3 separate regions of the Zea mays genome follow, and all the other regions are linked to region 1. A link is a contact called in public Hi-C data. All regions are on one chromosome and are shown on one strand. The core of a region is the stretch at or near the end of the contact, and the rest is flanking DNA. Distances in the headings are between cores, read along the strand shown.

Evidence for each region. Hi-C and Micro-C count contacts between places; a contact is called where the count stands out from the background.
Region 2: a Hi-C map of leaf shows a contact between it and region 1, with 5 times the contacts expected there. The contact joins the promoter of LOC100285661 here to the promoter of LOC100383633 in region 1. A contact is called at or near these places in 5 of 25 Hi-C or Micro-C datasets (ear, leaf and tassel) and 1 of 3 datasets of contacts at active chromatin or transcription factors (seedling).
Region 3: a Hi-C map of tassel shows a contact between it and region 1, with 4 times the contacts expected there. The contact joins the promoter of LOC100381673 here to the promoter of LOC100383633 in region 1. A contact is called at or near these places in 6 of 25 Hi-C or Micro-C datasets (ear, leaf and tassel).

What each region holds. Positions count from the first base shown.
Region 1 is chr3:184,841,779-184,846,742 of Zm-B73-REFERENCE-NAM-5.0, reverse strand. LOC100383633 (transcription associated factor1) reads right to left here and starts at 2,767. Exons shown (of 8, transcript NM_001176281.1): 1 at 2,129-2,767; 2 at 1,052-1,261; 3 at 144-647. The coding sequence starts at 2,665. TRNAK-UUU (transfer RNA lysine (anticodon UUU)) reads left to right here and starts at 3,184; the gene lies at 3,184-3,256.
Region 2 is chr3:185,043,375-185,048,338 of Zm-B73-REFERENCE-NAM-5.0, reverse strand. It overlaps LOC100285661 (acyl-coenzyme A oxidase 2), which reads left to right and starts at 2,243. Exons shown (of 13, transcript NM_001158552.1): 1 at 2,243-2,856; 2 at 3,805-3,922; 3 at 4,017-4,124; 4 at 4,203-4,375; 5 at 4,540-4,639; 6 at 4,717-4,791. The coding sequence starts at 2,366. It overlaps LOC100383526 (Protein HESO1), which reads left to right. Exons shown (of 9, transcript NM_001176174.1): 9 at 55-1,014. The coding sequence ends at 876. It overlaps LOC103651016 (a long non-coding RNA gene), which reads right to left and starts at 2,077. Exons shown (of 2, transcript XR_564529.3): 1 at 1,979-2,077; 2 at 1,302-1,749.
Region 3 is chr3:184,699,232-184,704,195 of Zm-B73-REFERENCE-NAM-5.0, reverse strand. It overlaps LOC100381673, which reads left to right and starts at 2,008. Exons shown (of 6, transcript NM_001174486.1): 1 at 2,008-2,509; 2 at 2,614-2,690; 3 at 2,757-2,852; 4 at 2,941-3,213; 5 at 3,307-3,537; 6 at 3,656-3,961. The coding sequence starts at 2,688. The coding sequence ends at 3,739. LOC100037812 (Aldose reductase) reads left to right here. Exons shown (of 7, transcript NM_001112512.2): 7 at 655-1,256. The coding sequence ends at 738.

The DNA.
Region 1 (4,964 bases), core at 1,518-4,017:
ACCAAAGTATTATATTCAACTATAAAAATAAGAAACCTGTTTCCAATCAAAATGGAGAGTTGAGTTACTTGAGTATGACCAAGTAACATGAATTATACCAGGGACAGCAAAGTTGAGTTGCACAGAAAAGAAAAGAGCTACACCTGTGCAACCAGATCTTGTATTTTTCTTTTCCCAAGAAGTTGGCTAGTTCCTTCGGCTCCCTGACTTGCACTTCCACCAGTCATGGTTCCACCTGACAATGGTGTACCCGGCTGCGAGCCTGTAAGGTTCGCAGACTTCTGTGAACCAGATGCTGAAACACGCGGAGATTGTAGCAGTTGCTGCTGCTGAAACTGCTGCAAAATTTGTTGCTGCTGAATCAGCTGTTGGGCAGTGAGATGTGGATGCTGTTGTTGGATTTGGAGAAGTTGTTGTTGGCTCAATCCTGTCTTCTGCTGCAGTTGCTGCATAAACAGGAGCCTCTGCTGCTGATATTGTTGCTGTGGGGAAACTGGTGAGCCCATGGATGATTGTATTTGCTTCAACCACTGCTGTTGCTGAGGCATAGACATTGCCACCATCTGTCCATTTTGTGATGATCCAGACAGTTGTGAATTTAATGCTGCAATTGATGCTGTCCTCGACAGACCTTGACCAGGCACCTTCTGTAAACCAATCATATATAAAACGTTATGTATTCCCCCAGAGAATAGCAAACATTACATAAACAAGATATGTGGTAAATGGAATGAAAATAAACAACAAGATACATACCAACTTCAGCATGTACCATGTGCAACTCAGGTTTGATAAAAGATTAATGGGAAATAGAATAAAGGCATGCTGATCTCAAAACTCAAAACAGTTTTAATAACACAGTGGATTAAAGAAAGACAAGACATGTTACCAACATACTGTTTAGTACTTTCAGAATCGGGACAAATAAATGTGCTTACAACTAGAATCTTAACACACTGCAGCATTCCTTAATACTGGAGCAACCAGAGGGGCATGCATACGAATTTGTGGAACCTTATCTCTTGTATATAGATGTAGGCTGTCAGGGTACCTGTGGAGACAGTGCAGGTTGTTGAGACGCTTGTGGTCTCATTTGCGCATGGGCGAACCTTTGTTGAGCACCATAGGGAATAGTTCCATTTGGTCTCATCTGGTTCATCCCCATAGTACCCATGACACCCATGTGCTGCATCCCTTGTAGCGCTTGAGCTGTATTAGCATTATTCAATTGGGTGCCTTGTGCCATGCCCTTTTGCCTAGCCTGCAGTAACAGGAAAGGTCAATCACTCTACTAGTAGTCTCTAAGAAAAAGAAATTAAGAACAAAATACTCTTCCTGCATTTAATTTAAAACCAGCTGGATGTAGCTACCTTGAAATGAAACACTTTCCTCTCACGATCAAAATTTGCAAAGGTAATCTGGGGACATTATCACTCCTTTTAACAGGCAATCCATTCATTGTGCCATTTTTATCAGTAAAATAAGTATTTACTGCCATAAGTAGAACTGCCTACTAGTGAACATTGAGATACCATAACCAAGTTTAGATAACTTACGTTCTTTCACAGTCTACCTTCACATTCAAGAGTAAGAACCAACAGATTTTTCTTTGTCAATATCATGATCTCACAGGGTGAAAACTAACATTGAAAGAATTAGATATTATGTCCTTAAAAAATTAGATGTCATGTGGATTCCGTACTCATTTCCTTTTACCTGGTCACACATGGGTAAAGAAAATCTATTCAACTTTGTTTAATCAGCTTTGACTACTAACGCATATTCTTTTATGATTCCATTTGTCCAAGCATTTGGCTCAGTACCTTGCAATAACAAAGCAAAGCTGTTTGCACCCATCAAAACCAGCCAGCTTGAAGAGAGTAAAAGGTAACGTACTAAGGTATTTGTAACCACCAGCTTCAAGAGAGTAAAAGGTAAGGAATTTGTAACCGACAGATTGATATCTGAAATTATTGAGATTGCTTAAATAGCAGGAGAAATCTAAAGCAGAAGTCTAAAACCTTTGACGTATTATCCTTGGCGGTAACGGTGGACATTATGCATGAGGAGATGCAAAAATATGTTTACTACTAGAGGAGTTCCCGAGCCTCGAAATTAAGTAGTTCACCTGCGCCATCATCTGCGACTGAAGCCCAAAATGTGCCGCAGATCCCGCGTTACCCTGGCCTTGCAGCATCCCCAGCTGGCCCTGCCCAAGCACGGGGGTGCGCCCCGCCAGCTGCTGCTGTTGGCCCACGAGACCTCCGCCACCCGAGAAGCTCATCTGCCCGCCGTACATCCTAGCCGCGTACTGCTGGAGCTGGCTGGCCGTGGAGAGGCGTGAGGCCGACCCCGAGCGGGGGATCTGGCCAAACCCGGCGGCGCCGGGCCCCGCCTGCGTGGGCGAAGGCGCCTGCAGCTGCGGCGGGCGCGGGGGGTAATCCATGGATCCCCCGCCGCCCGAAGCGGCAGCTGCCGCAGCCACCGGGTCGAGCTGCTGAGGGGACGAGATGTGCGCGGAGAGGTCGGAGACGGTCGGGGACGGGGGGATTTGGGGGGAGAGGAGGGGGTTAGGGTTGGGGTTCTGCGGGGTGGACACGGAGGCGGCGACCTGGTCGGGCTGCGCCGGCAAGGCGGAGGCAGCCACGGGCGGCGGATCCGCCATGGCGCGGCGAGGCGGGGGCGTAGGGTTCCGGCGGCGGTGGTCGGACGCGGTTGCGTCCGGTGGGCGGCGGGGCAGGTACAGGTCGTGTGGGACAGTTTGACGTGTGCGCGTAGTCTTTTCGCGATTGAGTCAGAAGGAGTGGTTAGGCGCTGTTTGGGTCACTGGCAGACGGGCCCCACGGGATCATTTAGCGGATAAGGGACCGGATCGGGCCTGATATTTGAGCAACTTTTTGGGTTCACTACTGACTACGTATAGCATGGCGGCAGCGGCCGAATTTTTTATATTTTGGCCCTTACTCGAGAAAAAATATACGTTTGGACCTTAGAAAATTTTAATGTCATTTTTAGACCCTCTGCTCGGCGCCATCGCCAATGGCGCCGAGGTAACACAGCTCAGCGCTATAGGCTATGGCGCCGAGGTGCGTGCTGCGCTGGCACAAACGGACGTCGTGGCACCGACGTGGCCCCGAGCTCGGCGCCATAGATCTTGGCGCCGAGCTTTGTTATGTACACAAAACTTGTCTAGCTTAGTTGGTAGAGCACAAGGCTTTTAACCTTGTGGTCGTGGGTTCAAGCCCCACGATGGGCACTTTTTTTTTGTCTTTGCCACTGATTTTTTTTGTTGTCCAGATTTTTCGTTTATGTCGCTGATTTATCCGTCTAGATTTATTTCTTATCCAGATTTTTTGTTTTTGTGACTGATTTGTTTATCCGTTCATATTTTTTTGTTTATCCAGCGAGCACAGCGGCTGTGTGCCACGGTGGCCGCAAGCCGTCAACTTTCCCCCTTGTTTGTTCAGCTAACCACAATAAAAATCAAATGAGAACACTCTTACTTCAATCATGACCACATAAAAATATTATATTTTCATTGAGTTCTTTTGAACATAAATTCTAAAAACATAATAACATATTCCCAGTAAAAAGAAGCACACATATTTATCTTTTTTTCCTCTACACTAAATAAAAAGTATACTCCATTATATACTTATCTCATGGATGATATATTTTAGAATTTACTGCATAAATTACTCCACTAGGTGATACATAATTCCATTCCCTCCATTTACCATGACGTTTTTCAAACAAATTTAAGTTTTTCAAGTGGACAAAATACTTTGTGAGCTTGTGTCTGTGTGTAGGGGTACAATCCCTCACTTTTATATTTAATTTACATACTACTAACTAAACAGTATATTTAATACGCGGATTTAATTAACCTTTCCATTCAGCGACATAAACGAAATATCTGGACAACAAAAAAATAAATCAGTGACAAAGACAAAAAGTATTAAAAAACCATGATGTGATCCATTGACAGCACCGTTGTGATTGCAAGCAACGCAAACGCAGGGGCAGGCACAGGCCCCTCCCTCCTCCTCTTGCAGTAGCTGCAGCTCTGCATTATTGAAGCCGGTCGGCCGGCCTGGCCAGGGGGACCTCGACGGCGAGAGGACGCATGCATGCATGTCGTCTTGATCGATCGATCTCACAGTGAGTCGGGTACGTCGGCCCGGCCGGTATATGTAGTAGATGAAGTCATGAAGGTGCGATGCATGGTGCGTGCATGTGCGTGCTCATCGTCAAGTACGCTTTTTCGTTTATTAATCTTAAGGAAATGTACTTGCATTGGTTAGCGGCCACCGGTTTAGCTATGGTGCATCACGGGCACAATAATGCACGCAACCTTGAGGTTGTGAGTTCGAGTATATTAGATTATTGGAGTTTTAGAGTCCAAAATATAAATATACTTGCATTGGTTAGCGGCCACCGGTTTAGCTATGATAAATTTTAATTAATATTAAAAAGTATAATTTCGAATACATTAGATTATTGGAGTTTTAGAGTCCAAAATATAAATATACTTAATAAACAAAAAGATTATAATTAGAATCCAAAATATAAATATACTAGGTATAAATAAACAGTGACTTGATGATTTTATAAAGTACTCCGTACTTTCATAGGGTGGGTTACTTATGTGCATGATACTTGCGTCACGGAGTTTGAATAAACAAAAACAAAAACAAAAAATATCTAGATAAATAAATAAATCAGTCATAAAAACAAAAAAACTAGATGAAAAATAAATCTGGACGGATAAATCAGCGACATAAACGAAAAATATGGACAAAAAAAACAAATTAGTGAGAAAGACAAAAAAATATTGAATGTCCACCATGGGGCTTGAACCCACAACATCAAGGTTAAAAGCATTGCACTCTACCGACTGAGCTAGACATGCTTTGTTGTTACACATCTGAGCTCGGCGCCATAGATCTTGGCGCCGAGCTCAG
Region 2 (4,964 bases), core at 994-3,493, 200 kb before region 1:
TTAGCCTATGTATTTTACAACTTACATCCCATCTCTTTGCCATCTTTTGTTCAGGTTGAAGATCCTGTAGAGAGACCTGATAATGCCGCTAGAGCAGTTAGTATGAAAGGCCTTGACCTCATTGCTATTGCATTCAATGATGCTTGTCACAAGTTTAAGTCTCTGGAACATATCGATCGGAATGAATTATTGGCACTGTTGTGTACCCCTGTTGTTCGCTTGAAACTTGGTGTGAGAGTCAGAGAGAACTCTTACCCAAAATCTCCAAGGAATAATGTGCATAGCAGGATTAGAGGACAGATGTGGCGTGATCGAGGCCAAGCACCCAGCGCGAGAGGGTTTACTGGAACCAGATCAGTCCATGAAAATCCACTAGCGAACACTACAGCACATGAAACAGCAGTGCAATACCACAACCATGTGCAGCCGACAACAGTTCGGCAAACAGCCATCCGCAATCAAGTAACAAATACTGCAGTGCATCAGACCGCGCCTTACCAGAACCATACTGCTCGACAGGTGTATCCTACTTGGTCCCAGACAGCTGAACCCTACCAGAATCATAATCAGCAGGTATACGCTACTGGGTTTCAAACAGGGCCATACCAAAGCCATAATCAAGTCCATGCTTATAGAGCAGGGTTGCCACCTGGAGGAATATATGAGATCCACAATCAACAGGTGTATAATGCAGGGTTCCAAACCGACGGTCCGCACCAGAATCAGCAGCGGCGAAAGGGATACCCATCAAACCATCAGAATAACAGGCTTTCTGCGACGGCAGCGAGGTACGAGCCCGTTCGTGGACAGTTTAACAACGGATCGACATGGGACTCAAGGTCCCAAGCACCGGGCAGTGCAGCTCTGCGAAGGTAGCCGTCAGCATCTCAGGAGGATAGTAGTAACAGGCAAATCGGCTGGATTTTGACTGCTGGGCAGCTCTTCCTTGTGTAAAAAATTCTAGCACTTCTTTACTGGTGGACAACTCTTCCTTATGTAAAAATTGCTGTTAGCAGTCGGTTCGTAGTATGTGTCAATTAATTTTTTTTAAGGTGTGATTGGGTTTATTTATCGTGTCTCAGAAATTCATCGCCCTTCTCCGTATGCTCACGTATCATGTAAATAAAGTACAATAGCTGGTCCATGACACGCAGAAATATTCATCATGTAAAAAGCTGCCTCACGCCATATATGAGCTTTTAAGATTTTTTAGGAATCAATTGTTTTTTCTCTATTGGCTTAGGTCCACAAAATCCAACAGTCCAACTGTTTTTTTTTTTCACGCGGAAGTAAACAACATATCTTGAAATCTCAATTACAACCCTACTTTCATTCTGCCATACGGAGAATCTAGTAGCACAATAGCACCATGATTGATCCTGGCTGTAAGGATAAAAATCGTCCACGAAAATGATCGGTCATGACCCACCAACAACTCTCAACTAACTGAACAAGTAGCGCAACTGCAAACAAAACTACTCAAGTTTACTCTGTTTCCAGCAGGAATATCTTTTAGTTATGGAAGGAGGACCAGGATACTCGCAGGAAACATGACGGCGGCATCTGAACACACTGAACTTGAGAGCTTTCTCTTCAAACTTAGGGCTTCTTTGGATTGAACGATTATTTCCTGAATCCTGTGTCTTTCCTGCGTTTTTAAACGAAAACTTGTAAAATTCCTATCCTACTCCTGTGAAATTCTTGTGTTCTTAGGATTGCACTTCCCTTTCGGTTGAACTTCGATTGTAACTGGAGAGACAAATAAAGAGTCAAATAGAGAGTAAAAAATAAAGAGTCTCTTAAAGATGCTCTTAGACTAGAAAATCGAACTATATATGAATGAAGCTAGCAACCGACAGTTTTGTTCTAAAAAAATGTTTTAAACTTCTAAAAAAAGATTTGCATCTTGGTATATGCTGTAATTTTTGTTGCTTCTTGACTTGTCAAGGAAAAAAAAAGAGGGCCAGCATGTGATCACCTCAAGAGGAGTGGAGAAAACCCATGAACGACCAAAGGCTTCAACTGACAAGCTTTGTCAAACCGTTCTTCCATAAAAAAAAACTGTTCTCCCCTATCCTCAAAGAAACGTGTGCCGAGATGCAACCTCACGCTGACTCGGCGCATATACTCTGTATCATTGGCGCGATTTCTCGGTTTCTTCTGACACCCGACTTGGATTGTCTCGTTCGTCTTCGTCATCGTCACTCAACAACTCGTCTCATCGCGCCGCATCGTTTACCTCAAGGTTGTTTTGTTGCTTCCTTGTCCCGCTCTCACCAGCAATCCCGTCGATCACCCAGACCTCCACGGCACTGCTCCGTCTCCTCCGTTCCGTTCCGAACCGCAAGCTCCCAACCCTTCCGCGATGGACCTCACCTCGCCGTCGCCCGCGGCGCGCCGCGCCGCCGCCATCGCGCGCCACCTCGCCGCGGCCGCCGCCCCCATCCCGGCGAGCAGCCCCCTGGAACCTTCCTGCTGCCTCAGCTACGTCCCGCCGGAGTCCACGGAGCGGCCGGCGGCGTTTGCGCCGGCCGACCTCAGGCTTCTGCTGGACGGGCACGACCTGCCCACGCGGGACTGGCTCTTCCGCGCCATGGAGGAGAGCCCCCTTTTCCGCAGCCGGAGTTCGCGGACGGGATCCAGGGTGTTCGTGGCGCCGGACTTCAACGACGGCAAGGAAGGGCAGCGGGAGGCCACCATGCGGCGGATCGCGTACCTGAATCGGCGCGGCGTGTTCCGCGGGTGGCTCACCGAGGACGGCGCTGCCGCCGAGCTCCGCAAACTAGCGCTCCTCGACTGCATCGCCATCTATGACCACTCTCTCGCCATCAAGATTGGCGTCCACTTCTTCCTCTGGTAATTTTTGCTGCTAGCTATTTCCAGCGTTATTCTGGGTCCTTCGTATAACTGATTGCTTATGCTTTCTGCCTGCGGTTTAAAAGTTCCATCCGGTGTTTTCGATGCGCTAATTCTTTTGGGTGGTTTGTGTTTTCCCTAAACGGTAGACACGCCCCCAACGGGCTACAGGAAATCTTCAGGTCCTTGAGATAGACAAACCGCAATGAAACAGAAACAAAATGCACACGAAGCCTATTGCTTTGTACTCCCTATACCGAAGCATTTAAAATTTGTCTCAAGTTATAAGGTATTCTAGGTGAATTAACTCTCCCAAAGCACCAACCACATGCGGACCTGCCATTAGTGTGTACCACTAGGTTCAAAATATAGTAAGCACAAGATCTCTCTATAGTTAAGGGAGGGTTATTGGTCATTTGTTTTACTGCATAATCTGTCCTAAAATTTCTACGGTACCTTGTATTTTAGGATGGAGGGAATAATTAATAGTGATGGTGCTGGCGTTGACCAGCTGGAAGCCACGGTTTATGTCAGCACCAGGATGCCTTTCTGTATCATTCTGCTACTAGAATTTATCATCTAGCCGCACACAAGTAAATTTTGGGTGCATGGAATTGTTGCCTGGGCCAGGTAGCTTTTCTAGGGTCCAAAACAAACAGGTCTGTGTCTGAGGTTATAACAGTTTTACAGAGATTTTCAAGACCAGATGATCATTTGGGTCTTTATATTAACTTTGTTTAAAGTGAATGCTTAGCAATGATACTACAGGAATGGTCTTGACTCTTAAAGAAGCCAGCATGTTTTTGTTAGGTTTATTTCCTTTGGTGAGAATGTTCTTGTAGTACAGCAGTAAGCCACTTGTTGTGTAGAGTTTACCAGTGTTGTATGGAGTTCTTTTGTTTGCAATCTTCTCATGTTTAGTTTATTAAATTTCTCTATGTGTTCCAGGGGCAGTGCCATCAAGTTTCTTGGAACAAAGCGCCACCATGACAAGTGGTTGGTTGCCACGGAAAATTATGATATCAAGGGTTGTTTTGCAATGACAGAACTAGGCCATGGAAGCAATGTACGTGCATAGATTTGGGCTAAGCATACTTTTTACGGTATAATCTCACTAACTGTGCTGATTAAGTTCTGTTGCTGTTTCTTTGTTACAAAAGGTGCGAGGAATAGAAACAATAGCAACTTATGATTCAGAAACAAGAGAGTTCATCATAAATACTCCATGTGAATCAGCTCAGAAGTACTGGATTGGTGGAGCTGCCAATGTAAGAATTAAGAAAATGTGTGCATCTGCACTCTGCATTCAGTCACAACTTGCTAAAGATTTCCATGCCCTTTTGCAGCATGCAACACATACAATAGTCTTTTGTCAACTTCATATAAATGGGAGAAATGAAGGAGTTCATGCTTTTGTAGCTCAAATTAGGGATGAAGATGGAACTGTGTTGCCTAATATCCATATAGCTGACTGTGGCCATAAGATTGGACTGAATGGCGTTGATAATGGGCGGATTTGGTGAGTACTTGTATTTTTTTGTATTATTATATACCATGGTTTTTAAAGCGGTAAGGCGAGACAAGGCGTTGGACCACCGCCTGGATGCCTAGGCGACGCCTTAAAAACAGTGTTATATACATCATTTAATGTATATCATATCTTACTTTTTACTTCTATACCAGGTTTCAGAATATACGTGTTCCTCGTGAGAACTTGCTTAATTTGGTTGCTGATGTTTTGCCAGATGGGCGATATGTTAGCATGATAGATAATCCAGATCAGGTCCCTCTATCTCTCTGAATATGTTACCAGGATTTCTTATTCTTCTTTTTCTTAAGAAATGCAATCTTGATTTGCAGAGGTTTGCAGCTTTCCTATCTCCGCTTACACTTGGTCGAGTAAACATTGCAGTTAACTCAGTCTACATTTCAAAGGTGTGTTGCAAGGCATTTTCTTCTCTTGTAAACACAGGAAAAAATGTTTTGCTGATGAATTTAACAAATATAGTCCCCCAATCTTGCAGTAAGTTACTTATCCAATTTAACGAGGCAGTTAATCAAATTTGTCCCAATAAAAGGTAACCGACCAGCTTGACCGAAGTGGAACA
Region 3 (4,964 bases), core at 759-3,258, 140 kb after region 1:
CACATGCCTAGGCTGGCTGGACCGTGGCTCCGCCGCTGCCCGGCCCCCTTGTTTATGGCTCGCCAATTCTTTCTTGAAATGCTGCCACAAGATTTACTTATGCTTCATGCCTTGATTACTGAACCTTTCCCTCTGAGATTCTAAAAAAAGAAAAAGAAAAGAAAAGATGTGCGAGTTCAAGAATACTCGCTGTAAGATTTATAAACACATCTTTATAACTTAGGATTTTTTGAATATTGTGATGCTTACCTGGCATGAAGATACTTGTAGATGTTCAACTTCGTGGTATTAAGTGCTGACACATGACCAGTCTGGATAGGATGTTGTTTGATGTTTTATTATTCACGCTGAGTTGAATAGAAGCCAGCCCGCAGCATCAGTCATTTTCGCTTGTTGCTTGTCTATATTGATCAATGTGATTATGTGAACCACTTGATGTCCCTCACGAAAACGTCATCACAACCTGTCATCAATTGTTTTTTTCTAGAAGAATACCAGAAAATTTCTGAGCCTTTTTTCATGCAATCGAGTTCATTAATCAATAATATTGAACTAAAACTCGAGGGAGTATTAATTTGCATCCATCTTGTTTCCTTCAAGACCCTTACACAGCGTGGGTGAATGTGTCTGACAATTTTATTTCGTGATCTTCAGGCTAGGCTACTTAGAGGCAACTTCATTGTTAATCCAGAGAGCGTTTACAAGACCCATGAGGAGCTCTGGGATGGTGAACTTTAAGAAGGACGCCGTTGTCCCTCCTGACTCCTGAGCAGGGAGCAAGCAGCGTTCCATTAGGGCTCGTCAGATCATTTCACCTCCAAAGTTGCTCTTTTGAAATGAAGGTTCAGTGCTCGGAAGCTCTGGTGCCATCCTGTATCACGAACTATTGAGAAATTTGTCGGTGATTTTACTTTGTGCTACGGGATGTGCTGCTGCAGTCTGTCCTAGTGTCAGTTGATTTTTCTGGTAAAACTGTGACCAAATAAGTTAATTCGCCAGGCATCATTACTATTGGAATTTCATCGTTTTATCTCCTCACTATTTTTTTATGCTCCATGTATTCTCTATGATGAGACCCTGTTGAGTAGTTCACTCATATAGGGGGCGTTTGGTTTCTAGGACTAATGTTTAGTCCCTACATTTTATTCTATTTTAGTACTTAAAATGCTAAATACGGAAACTAAGACTCTATTTTAGAGGGTGTTTGGTTTCTGTGGACTAATGTTTAGTCCCTTCATTTTATTCTATTTTAGTGTACAAATTGACAAATATAGAAACTTAAATAGAGTTTTAGTTTCTATATTTTGCAATTTTGGAACTAAAGTGGAATAAAATGTAGGGACTAAAAATTAGTCTATAGAAACCAAACACCCCCTTAGTTTCCGTATTTGACAATATAAGAACTAAAATGAAATAAAATGAAGGACTAAAGATTAGTCTCTAGAAACCAAACACCACTATAGTCACACAAAACACTGTTTTACATTATCCACAGAGTAAGCTGCTGAACGTGCTAAGTGCTAACTTGCGTCGCCTGAAATAGATAACAATTGTGTGAATGGCATGCCACTATGCCAGTGCTGGTGTGGTACCGTGTTGTGAATTGTGATCCTTCCTGCCACTATGCCAGTGCTGGTGTGGTACCGTGTTGTGAATTGTGATCCTTCCCAGACAAGCGGGGCTGCGGGGGTCCCCATTGCTGCTGCGTTGTCCTGTCCCGTTCGGCGCATGGGCAAGCTAGGCTGATCCGAAGCGTTTTGCATCCTTGAAATTTTCGGCACGAGGGTCTGCGTTCCGTCCGTGACCCCACCAAATTCACCGGCCTGCGACCTGCGTGCAAAGTCCCGGATCTCTAATTTTCGCCGGGCAAACGGTCTCGATCGTTTCTACTACCATGCAGATGCAGAACACTAGATTCCGGGCAATGCACAAGCACAACCGACAAGGACAAAACGCAGCCGCGTAGAGTCGTATATGCAGGCTACCAGCGATTGAAATGGGGCCGCGGTTTCGGCGTCGTTATTAGCTCGTTTTTTCTCTTGGCACGCGTGCTCGACAGACTGACTCCATCTGACCGGGACACGTATAGCCGTGCCAGTTGCCGTCCGTTGCCCAAACTGTATCCAGCCCTCTCGGTCTCGGATAGACAGCGACGGAGAGGAGAGCGGCGGGCGGAGAGAAGTGGAGGAAGAAGACGAGGATGGCCACCTATTTCACGCTCAACACCGGGGCTCGCATCCCCTCGGTAGGGCTCGGCACCTACAAGGCCGGACCCGGCGTCGTCGCCGACGCGATCACCGCCGCCGTCAAGGTCCTAGCCTCACCATCGAGCACTTTCTGCTCCGAGCTTTACATCCGCGCGTGTGCTGTTCCGTTTGTTTTGACCTGTGCCCTTGCTTGAGCCCGGGCCTTATTCATCCTGCCTTCTTGCTTGCTTGCTTGTAAACTGCCATGGCAGGCCGGGTACCGGCACATCGACTGCGCGCCGCTATACAAGAACGAGAAGGAGGTAGCTAGCCGCCGCAATCCACGTTCCACCCTGCAATTAAGTATCTTCGATTCACATTTGCGATGGCAGTTCGGTTATAGTTGCGACCACTAACGTGTTCCCAGATCGGCGTTGCTCTGAACAAGCTCTTTGATGACGGCGTCGTCAAGCGAGAAGACCTTTTCATCACCTCAAAGATATGGTACTACCATGGATACTGTGTTACTGCTCTCGTGTCCATCAGTCTCGTAACAACCTGAGCGTCAAGCTACACAGGTGCAGCGATCTCGCACCTGAAGACGTGCCGTTGGCGATCGACATCACCCTGAATGATCTGCAGCTAGATTATCTTGACCTGTACCTGGTAACCTGAATACGTACACTGCAAGAGGCCAAGAGCCAACAGACCCCCTTTCTTTGCTACTACTAATAAACCTCCGGGACCTTCGTAGATACACTGGCCCTTCCAGATAAAGAGAGGCAGCGAGCTCAGTCCAGAGAACTTCGTCCACCTCGACATGCCCAAGACCTGGCAGGCAATGGAGAGGCTGTACGGCTCAGGCAAGGCTCGCGCGGTAGGCGTCAGCAATTTCTCGACCAGGAAGCTGGCCGATCTGCTTGCCGTAGCCCGTGTCACTCCAGCCGTTGATCAGGTGGAGTGTCACCCCGGCTGGCAGCAGGCGAGGCTCAGAGCGTTCTGCTGCTCCAGCGGGGTTCATTTCTCTGTGAGTCTCCCATGGTTTTGAGCCTGCCTGCCATGGCATGTACCATGATTCTGGGCATTTTTTTTTCTCCTTCTCATGTTCTTTTTTCTGCAGGCGTACGCGCCGCTAGGCAGGATGAAAGCCGTCGCCAGTGACCCGGTGGTCGCATCCGTAGCCGAGAGCTTGGGGAAAACTCCGGCACAGGTTGCTCTGCGATGGGGTATCCAGCAGGGCCAGAGCGTGCTTCCCAAAAGCGCCAATGAGTCGAGGTTGAAGGAGAACATTGACCTGTTTGGTTGGTCCATTCCTGATGAGCTGTGCGCCAAGTTTTCTGAAATTGAACAGGTACATATCCTCCCCATTTTTAATTAAGTTATTATTATGCAGGAAGTCATATATCTTTGCAATAATGTCTCTAGCACTCTATCCATATGAACTAGTACTCCTTTTGGTGGGGGAACAGGTTAAGCAAATCAGAAATGACGCGTTTGTGCACCCCCAGAGTATTTACAAAACAATCGACGAACTCTGGGATGGTGAGATCTAAAATGAAGATCATTTTCGGTACGAAATCAATCTGTAACCAGAGTTGAAATTTACGCCAAAAAAGTAGGGATATATGCTTTTGTCTTCCAAGGGGGGAAAAGGCACATGTTTATCTTAAGCACTACTGGCAACAGGCATGTGGTGTGGGTTGCATTTTCGGCAGGGCTGAGTGACGTCAGCATATTGTTGCATTGCAGCAGATCCAATGAAGGGGCCCTTGAGTAAAGCATAGAACGAACAATTTTCATCTGTTGTTGTCGTATGCTCGTTTCATCGATGACTTTGTATGTAGCATTAAGTGTAGTTCTTAAATAACCGAGAAGTCATATCCTGGCCTAGCCAAAGCTTCCATTAATTCAGGATTCAGCACATAGCCGATCATAAAGCTAGCTTTGAGAGCTCTTTGTTCCGGAAACGTTACGAAACGATGAGCAAGCATCGACATTTGCCGGCCTTTAGATAGCCTCAGGCGGCGTGCATCTGCGCTCGCAGAAGCTGATGAGGATGTCCGCACACCGGAAGACGGGTGGTTCGTCGATGCCGCCGGTGGGGGCATGGTTGTGATGGTCATCAAGCTCCAAAATCAATATAGAAAATGGTTTAAAGTCATTTACCTTTCAATCTCTCCCTTTTTGGTTGATGTCAACACATAAACAAAGCAAATATCATATTATGAAAATTGTAACTAGTTTGCAATTTGCTCAAGTATTCATAAGATACTAAGTACAAAGCAGTTCTAAGTGAATATGAGTGTTTTTGACATGATTAACATTTTGGAACACATTTGCACCAGTTGCATTCGATTTTGCAAACTTTTGATAAAATCTTTTCAAACTCATTTTCTTTTGGCCGAAAGTATAGAAATGGAATTTTCACAAGCATTTCTAAGTTTTGAAGAATTCTTCCCCTTGCTTTTGTTTTGGCCAAATAAATGCTCTCCATGAACAAATTCTCACCTTTTAGTTTGAAAACATTTTTCTCCTCTTAGCTGTCAAGAGGGTTTTCTTAAATGAAACAGTACCAATTTGGAAGACTAAAAAGTTTTAAAAAACAAGGTGGTGGTACAGTCCTTTTGCTTTGGCGGTGCGGTTCTTTTGCTTTGGCCTAGTAATTTTCCCCTTTGGCATTGAGCACCAAAAACGAAGAAATTGAGAGGCCTTTCTCAACATGGATATGGATTTTAAGAACTTGAGTTTGAGCAAGGGTGTTTGGTACCAAATGAATGG